Regions from separate parts of the Drosophila melanogaster genome. Here region 2 is linked to region 1. Evidence: chromatin contacts called from public Hi-C data. All regions are on one chromosome and are shown on one strand. The core of a region is the stretch at or near the end of the contact, and the rest is flanking DNA. Distances in the headings are between cores, read along the strand shown. Region 1 holds the start of prage (prage,). Region 2 holds the start of CG14810.

What was found. A called contact is a pair of places that touch in the nucleus more often than the background predicts.
Region 2: a contact with region 1 is called in a Hi-C map of the Kc167 cell line, with 2.8 times the contacts expected there. The contact joins the promoter of CG14810 here to the promoter of prage in region 1. A contact is called at or near these places in 24 of 107 Hi-C or Micro-C datasets (the Clone 8 cell line, the Kc167 cell line, the OSC cell line and 7 more) and 2 of 6 datasets of contacts at active chromatin or transcription factors (both in the Kc167 cell line).

What each region holds. Positions count from the first base shown.
Region 1 is chrX:1,771,414-1,775,602 of dm6, forward strand. prage (prage,) reads left to right here and starts at 2,306. Exons shown (of 4, transcript NM_001258549.1): 1 at 2,306-2,809. It overlaps Adar (Adenosine deaminase acting on RNA), which reads left to right and starts at 2,312. Exons shown (of 11, transcript NM_166903.3): 1 at 2,312-2,782. The coding sequence starts at 2,759.
Region 2 is chrX:1,818,261-1,822,449 of dm6, forward strand. CG14810 reads right to left here and starts at 2,081. Exons shown (of 3, transcript NM_130585.2): 1 at 2,047-2,081; 2 at 1,923-1,980; 3 at 1,235-1,861. The coding sequence starts at 1,952. The coding sequence ends at 1,283. All of the region lies in intron 2 of prage (prage,), which reads left to right. It overlaps CG14811, which reads right to left and starts at 4,121. Exons shown (of 2, transcript NM_130586.2): 1 at 3,976-4,121; 2 at 3,209-3,911. The coding sequence starts at 4,017. The coding sequence ends at 3,240.

The sequences.
Region 1 (4,189 bases), core at 1,056-3,555:
GCCTCCTCTTGCACAAGCAGTTGGCGAAAACAAAGAAATCCGCGTATGGGTCACACACTCTTGGGCTGCCATCCTAGTCTGCTATCCACCTGCGGAGGAGCGCTTGGCGCTTGGCTTTTCATATAAAAATACGACGGATGGAGTAGCGGATGGTGGGATGGGGTGGCGGATCGGGGAGCTCGAGTTCCGAAGCTGGGGGCCTCGTACGTACATTAAAAAAAAGTTTTAATTTATGTCAAAAGCTTTCACCAAGAATTTTAATATGCGCACAATTTTTGCGAACTTGTCCCTGCATCGCCCCACTCCGCCCCGCCGCCTACACCGTGTTAGCCTGGTTGTTAGGAGTTAGGCGTGGAGGCCCCACTCCGCCCCCCCCCCACTCCCAACTTATCGAATCCTGGCGAGCTGCGACCAGGACAACATTTTGCGCAGAATGCCAAAATGGAAACTATTTTTGAATAGCTCTTGCATTGAAGGCTCCTTGGAAGGGCTGAGTCAAGCCGGCACCTTGTTCGCTTGACAGGATGTGTGAGCCGCACCACAAGGCTTTGTTCTGCTGCTCCATCTAGTATGTATGTCCGTCCAAATGTATTATTCTCGGTGTCGGGGTATTGTGGGGTATTGGGATGCAATTGCCATCGACATCAGCTCAGCCTTGTTTGCTATGCTCTCCTGCCGCGAGAGCAACACACTTCGTCGGCCACAAACGGAGAAACAAAGCAATCCTTCCCAGCTTCATCGCAACTCCAGCTAGAGTCCGATGCCTGGCGTTTCCTTTGAAGCGATGACACTTTGCTCTGCCAATTTCCCTGATTCGGTTTGCATCTTCATTTTCTACACATTCTGCACTTGGCTCAAGCAAAGTAACCCGGCCAACTTGGCCCACTCAACTCCAATGAACGTCTCTGTTGGGCGGAATTTGAGCTTCCTCCGCTCCGATCAATCTAATCTAAATATCTAAAACCATCCATTCGTAGGAGTGCTTGCGTCAAAAGATGTTTCTATGCGAAGATACAAATTTGAATATACCCCGCACCCAGAATATCAAACAAAAGCTGATGAAAATTTCAATTCTATTTTTAGGAGGAAACAACGATGAATCAATTGCGAATTTACTGCTTAAGAATGTAATATTTCGTCATAGCTATGATTCTCCAGGACATGCCAATGTAAAATCGCCGCTAGTTTTTATACAACTACAGCGGTGATTATGCTTTAGCTATGATTACTAGGTGGTAATAAACAAACTACTGAAAAGTAATGATTATACCTTAGCTATGATTAATACTAGGTGGTAATAAACTACTGAAAAGTAATGAATGGAACTGCATCGAAGTGCGTCAAACAGTCACCAGATGGCGCTACATATGTATCATCGCGGAGCTTTGCAAGGGAGCGCGCACTCACTAAGTTGGGAAGGCGTCCTCGCTAAAGCCCATTGACAATCCGGTGTGACCAGCACCAGGACATAAAAAAATACTAATGGGTGCAACTAAACCAAGTAACAGAAAAAACACAATAACATCGCAATGGCGATATCGATGTTAGCATATATATAATTAATATACACTTTCATTAACAATTTCGTATTTAGTGCTAAATAAATTTTAAAAACTAAAGAAAGAATGTGAGCCGATAAAAACTAACGAAACATATTTTTATATCAAAAGAATTTTTATGTAGCTATTTGAATTTTAGTATTTGAAGCCTGTTAGATTTCATGCAAAATTAAACGGGATCCATTTCTGAAAAATATATACGCAAGAAAAAAGTTCTTCATTAAAAGTTGATTAATTATGTATGGAAACCAAAAAATCTATATCAGTTAAAAGTAAAATTAATTTTAAACACACAAGATAAATGGATAAGTAAAATCGTTAGGTACCTAAACAAACTGTTGCAGTATATTCACAATATATTCACAAATTGGGGTACAATTTCCGCAAAGTAGTGTGTAAGTTTAAGTACACCAAGTTAATTTTTAGTATTATAAGTGAATTGTTCGAAAAGTAACTCTTAAAACAGGCACTCGTTAGTATAACGTTTTCCAACAATTCTGTTACCATGCTCTGGATAATATAGTTTTTGTAATTGAAGGTAAAGAATGTTAATGTATGAAAGAAGGTGAATTAAATGCAAACCATTTTTTTTAGACCAATGTGCCTAACAAATCATACAATTACTACAACTAATACTACTCATTTCTACGGTGGGAAATTTTGTTAACAGCTACTGTTGGCAGATATCCAAAATATCGATATAAGCGGACTGATTCGAGCAGTAACATTACGATGTAAGTATCGATATTAGATATTGTGATAACTGCTCACATCGCTAGATTCCGAGCAACAAAAAAGCGACGAAGGGTCATTGTTATTTTTTCTAATGCAATGTAATGCAGCAAATGTGCAGATTTGAACAAGTGTAACGCGATTTATGTTTAATCCGCATCGAGGAACCAAATCGAAGTAAACGCGCGGCCAGAGAAAAGAGCAGCACCGCACCGAAGATAAAACAAACAAGCATTGATTTGTTTGTCCGGCCATGTCAGTGTGTGTGTCACAAGGGCTTGCAAGTGTGTGCGTGTGTCCGTGCGTGTACGTGGGTGCTTTTTTTTTTCTCCCGAGTGCCGCCAAGTGAAATATGCAATTGCACGCCACTGCAGTTGCAGCCACACAAATCCTATCCTAATCGACGAAACAGCGAAGCGAGGAGGCTAGAATCGGCTGCCCAACGAAGAGAGCAGAACCGTTAACAAATGACACTCTGCCGATACAGCGAAGTAAAAATCAATAATTAGAGCAAAAAGGTATGCAGTAGCCAGAAAAGAACAGAACCCAATATACATGTGCACACATCTGCAGCCGTGTGTGTGTGTGTGTGTGTATGTGTCGTTGTATATCGCGTATCGCATTCATGCAAATAAAAGGCAAGCGACGGAAGTCAATAGATTTTATAGGTATTGTGTCCCGAAATAGGAGCAATTCCCCCCGATAAGTGCCGCAAAACGGCATAATAGGTGGAGCAAAGTGGATAGTGAATAGTGGGTAGTGGATAAGGGGTGTTACGTAGCTACATGGCAAAAACAAAAAAACAAAACACAAACACAGGGACACACATGCAAAAGCACATGCGACGTAACATTCCGATTCCGACCAACATCAAAGCGGAAGAGAACGAAAGAGGAGGAGGAGAGAGAGGAGCGAGTGGCGAAGAGAGGAAGGAAAGAAGAAGGGAAAGGCTTCACTGCTGCATTGCAGTGAATTGCGTTCATCTGCCCCTCGCGAACTTCCCCTGTTCACTTTGCATTTCACTTTCTTGAGCGAAACAAACAAGCCAACAAGCTATAGGCCAATAAGTTTGCATCCATTCTTGCAGCGAGTCTCAAAAGTCGCTCAGATACATATACAGCTACAGATTGAGATCCAGGTTCAGACTCAGATTCATTCAGAATGCGCGGCTCGTAGAGGAAGAACACGAGATACATCTGACCATGTGTAATTACCTAATGTGGCGCAGAGCTTAGTGCATAAAAGAGCAGATAGTAAGGTGCCTGCATAAGTTGTATACTGTGTGTAGTGCACTTTTGGCCAGCCAGTCGATGGCTACGACGGCTATGGGCCCGATTGGCCAATTCACGAGAGTGTGGGTGTACGAAAATCGATAGAATCGTGTAACTTGGGCATACAAGTACGTATGTTTAATGTTGCATGCATGTGGAATGTACATACATATATACGCATGCCTATAATCATGCTTATGAGCAGTTTTCTAGTTTCAAGAGTCGAGATTGTATGCGATGTCTTTATATCTTGCCGTCCCGACCAAGACCAATCAATGATCTGATTTGACTGATAGATAGATAGATATATAGATAAATAGATAGATATATAGATAAATAGATAGATATATATAGGTAGGTAGCTAGATAGATAGGTAAATACTTACATACATACCACATTGTATGCCTAAGCCCTACGAACTGCATTCTAAATGGACACGAAAATGAAACAGAATCCAATCGGAAGGAGAGGAGAAATTCTTATTAGACTTACATACTCTCAGGTGGGACTAGATTCGTAGCTTTGATTTAATTAATAGACTAATTATTAGCATTGAATTTTATGTTGTTAACAAAGAGCTTCTGCTTCAGTTCATATCGGTTTGATGTTACTTTTCTGAATATTGG
Region 2 (4,189 bases), core at 831-3,330, 47 kb after region 1:
AACGATAGGAGCGATCAACTCGCTGGATATGTCTGCATAATATTCGACTTTATTTTGTACTACTCGTACTATTACTATTAGTTACTATCTTTGGCTAGGCATTAGGACTAGTCCTCCGATTTTAATAAGCCATTTGTTTGCAGACTATATTGAGAACCTGGCTAATCCGTGTCCTGACCAAAACCGAATGCTGTTTCAACAGTGGGCGGTAATAAGATAATAAGATAATGACAACGTGTGATCGGTAAAATTACCATATAATAGTTATAATAATATAATATAATATTATATATATATATTATATAATATATTATATAACATAATAGTTATAATAATATAATAGTTACACCTCTAGTTTTAAAAATTGTAGTTAAAACGCGAAATTTCATTCAATCAATTTCAATCAATAGATTCTGGGGAATAAAATGAGAAACAAATTAAAAAGTTTTCGAAGGTGTGGGCGTGACCGGTTTGGCGGCTTTAGGGCGTTAGAGTGGGCGTGGCAGTTTTGTGCAGTTTGTAGGCATTAGAGAGGGCGTGGCAACATAGGTCAACAAACTAGCCTCTAGAATTTGTATGCTGAATCTTAACCTTCTAGCTTTTATAGTTTTTAAGATCTCTACGTTTATAGGGACAGACAGACATGGCTAGATCGACTCGGCTATTGATCCTGATCAAGAATATATATACTTTATATAGTCGGAAATACTTCCTTCTGCCTGTTACATACTTATCAACGAATCTAGTATACGCGTCTTTTGTTTTTCTTGTTTTTTTTTATTCTATTCATGGTATAGACCTAACTAAGCTAAGCACAACAAACTAGTTTAAACAACGTGAGCTTTAAATGCCCATTAAGAAAGAAGCAAATACTCAACCCTGGTGCGGAACCTTGCTAAAAGCTACACCATACTTTTGTGCCAGACTATGAGGCCCTAAAATTGCGTTGATTGGAAATTTTTGTAATCGAAACAAGCGAGCAGTGAAACCCTTATTAAAAATTACATGACAATTTCACAGAATATAAAGCCAATAGATAAATTAATTGCAAACAGCCATCCATGTGGATAATTGCGTCATGTTCGAGGTTCGTGCTATAAGACCGCATTTTCCGATATTGGTTCAACCTGAACAGAAGCACCTCTACGTGATCATGAGTCATACGAGCCGATCCGAGTTGTAGATAACCATATACCCAATTGCATAAGTCGCCCCAATGAGTCAATGAATAGTTATAATAGTCGTAGCGCTCAGCTAGCTTGATTTATTAGTCCTTGCATTTCTAGAAGGTAAAGCCGAAATTTTTGGGCGGCTTCGGGATGGCGCCTTTCGAGGTCGATGTAGCTGGGTTGATGGAGCCACTGGTCATATTTAGATCCTGTACTTCATCCTCCTCCTCCTTCGCCATCATCATCTCATCATCCTCCTCCTTCGCCATCATCATCTCATCATCCTCCTCCTCCTCATCATCATCATCCATCAGCACGGACATATCAAAATTGGACTCAATTGGGAGGTTAATTGAGTTGCGGCGGACAAGCGAGCAGCGACGGTTGGGAGCTGGCTTTGGTGGATCATCCGGGAACTCATTGGTGAAAGAATAACGACGACGCGGTTGCACAGCCTGTTTTTTCAACGACATGCCGGCCAATTCACGGGTCAGGTCCTCTGCGACACGATGGACGCGGCTGAATCGCGAAACGGATACAGTCTTCTTTTTCACCCCATTGGTCAAGCCCCCTGCGGCACGATCGGTGCGGATGAATCGTGAAAAGGTCGTAGTCTTCTTTTTCATCCCATTGGACTTGGCAAAACTTGGCACGGGAGAACTCATCATCGTCGATTCGAATCTCTTGTTCTTCTTCAAGGGAATACAATTATAGGCAAAACGCGAAATACCAATATTACACTCTTGAACATACCGAAATGGATGCCGGTAGATTCTTTTCCATCTTTGGCTTAATTATGACTTAGCGCAGTCTTGATTATTTAAGTAACGAACAAAAACAATTAGTCGAATATAGAGCTATATAGTATAGAACTCACTGGTCGTCGTCCTCAATCGTAATGACCTATCCTTTTGGCTCAGAAAAACAAGTTGACTATCACGTTGAAGTTTCTGGAGCAGAGTTCTTAGAATTTAAATTTGCCCTTTACTAATGGCTCCACTGTTATCGATAGGGTGGCAACCCTACTTGATAGATTATTAGAGATGTGCTTCTTATTGTTTCCTAGTCAGAAGTTCAAGATTTTAAGATCATTTCATATCGTTTATATTGTTTCGTGTTTTCAAGGCTTTGTCACTTTGTATTGTAATTCATCAGGGACTCTTCTCTAACCAATTGAACGAACGCCTTTGCCAGCGAATCGCGAACAGTTGAGATCTCAAGCTAAAAGGTTGAGATTCAGCATACAAATTCTAGAGACAAGGACGCAGCACAAGTTTGTTGACTTTACTTGCCACGTCCACTCTAATTTTGAACCAATTATCGAAAATTTTCATTTTCTTAAAAATTTCTATTGATTTGCCAAAAAACTTTTTGCTACGCCCACTATAACGCCCTAAAGCTGCCAAATCGGTCACGCCCACACTTTGGAACAATTTTCAAATTTTTCCTGATTTTATTACCCAATATCTATCCCAGAAAAATGATTAAATTTCGCAATCGCATTCACACTAGCTAAGTAACGGGCTTTCTTGTTTTGAATTGGCTTTCTTAAAAATAGAAATTCAAAATGTAACAACAAGGCAAACCTTGCCTTCATTCATACAAAAGTCTTAACTAATTGAATAGCTATAGACCAATGTGGGGGTAATATCAATTCTGAAAGCTTTGGTGAAATCCTCAGCGCGTGTTCAACCAGTGAAGGCAACCTCTGCGGGCTTTAATGCCTCAATTGTTTTATTCATGGTATAGTCTTAACTAAGCTAAGCACAGAAAACTAGTTTAAACAACGTAAGCTTTAAATGCCCATCAAGAATGGAGCAAACCGTGAAGCGTGGTACAGAACCCTGTAAAAGCTACACCATACTTTCGTGCCACACTATGAAGCGCTAAAATTGCGTTGATTTGAAATTTCTGCAATCGAAGCAAGCGAGCAGTGAAACCCTTATTAAAAATGACATGACAATTGCGACATAAGTTGCCCCACTGCGTCAATGAATCCCTAAGCCCGATCCCGACCAAGTTATAATAGTCGTTGCGCCCAGTTAGGTAGATTTATTAGTCACAGCATTTCTAGAAGGTTAAGGCGAACTTCTTGGGCTGCTTCGGGATTGCGCCTTTCGAGGTCGATGTAGCTGGCTTGGTGGAGCCGCTGTTCTCATTTAGATCCTTCACTTCATCCTCCTCCTTCTCCTCCTCCATCAGCACGGGCATAGCAAAATTGGACCCAATTGGGAGGTTAATCGAGTTGCGGCGGACAAGCGAGTAGCGGCGTTTGGGAGCTGGCTTCGGTTGATCATCCGGGAACTCGTTGGTGATAGAAATACGACGAGGCGGTTGCATCGACCGCGAGGTGGGGTTACAAGCTTGGGAGAAATGACCCTTCAACCAGAGGCTCTTGATTTCGGCATAGGTCTGGTAGTGGCCCACCGCAGTTGGCTGGGGCAGATGGGGATAGTAATGCAGGTTGCTGGCAAAAAACTGCTCATTCGAGGTGGAAGCCACAGGCTGTTTTGGTTTTAAGGACACGCTGGCCAATTGACGGGTTAGGTCCTCTTCGGCGCGAGCGGTGCGGTCGAATCGCGAAAAGAACACAGTCTTCTTTTGCACCGCATTGGTCGGTCCGTCTGCGACACGTTCGGTGCGGATGAAACGTGAATAGGTCACAGTCTTCTTTTTAGTCCCATTGGACTTGGCAAAACTTTGCTCGGAAGAACTCATCATCGTCGATTCGAATCTCTTGTTCTTGTTCAAGGGAATACAATTTTAAGCAAGACGCAACATACCAATATTACACTCTTGAACATACCCAAATGGATGCCTGTATATTCGTTTCCATTATTGGCTTCATTATGACTTGGCGCAGTCTTGATTATTTAAGTAACGAAAAACACAATTTGCCGATTATAGAGCTATATGGTATAGAACTAACTGGTCGTCGTCCTCAATCGTAATGACTTATCCTTTTGGCTCAGAAAAACAAGTTGACTATCACGTTGAAGTTTCTGGAGCAGAGTTCTTAA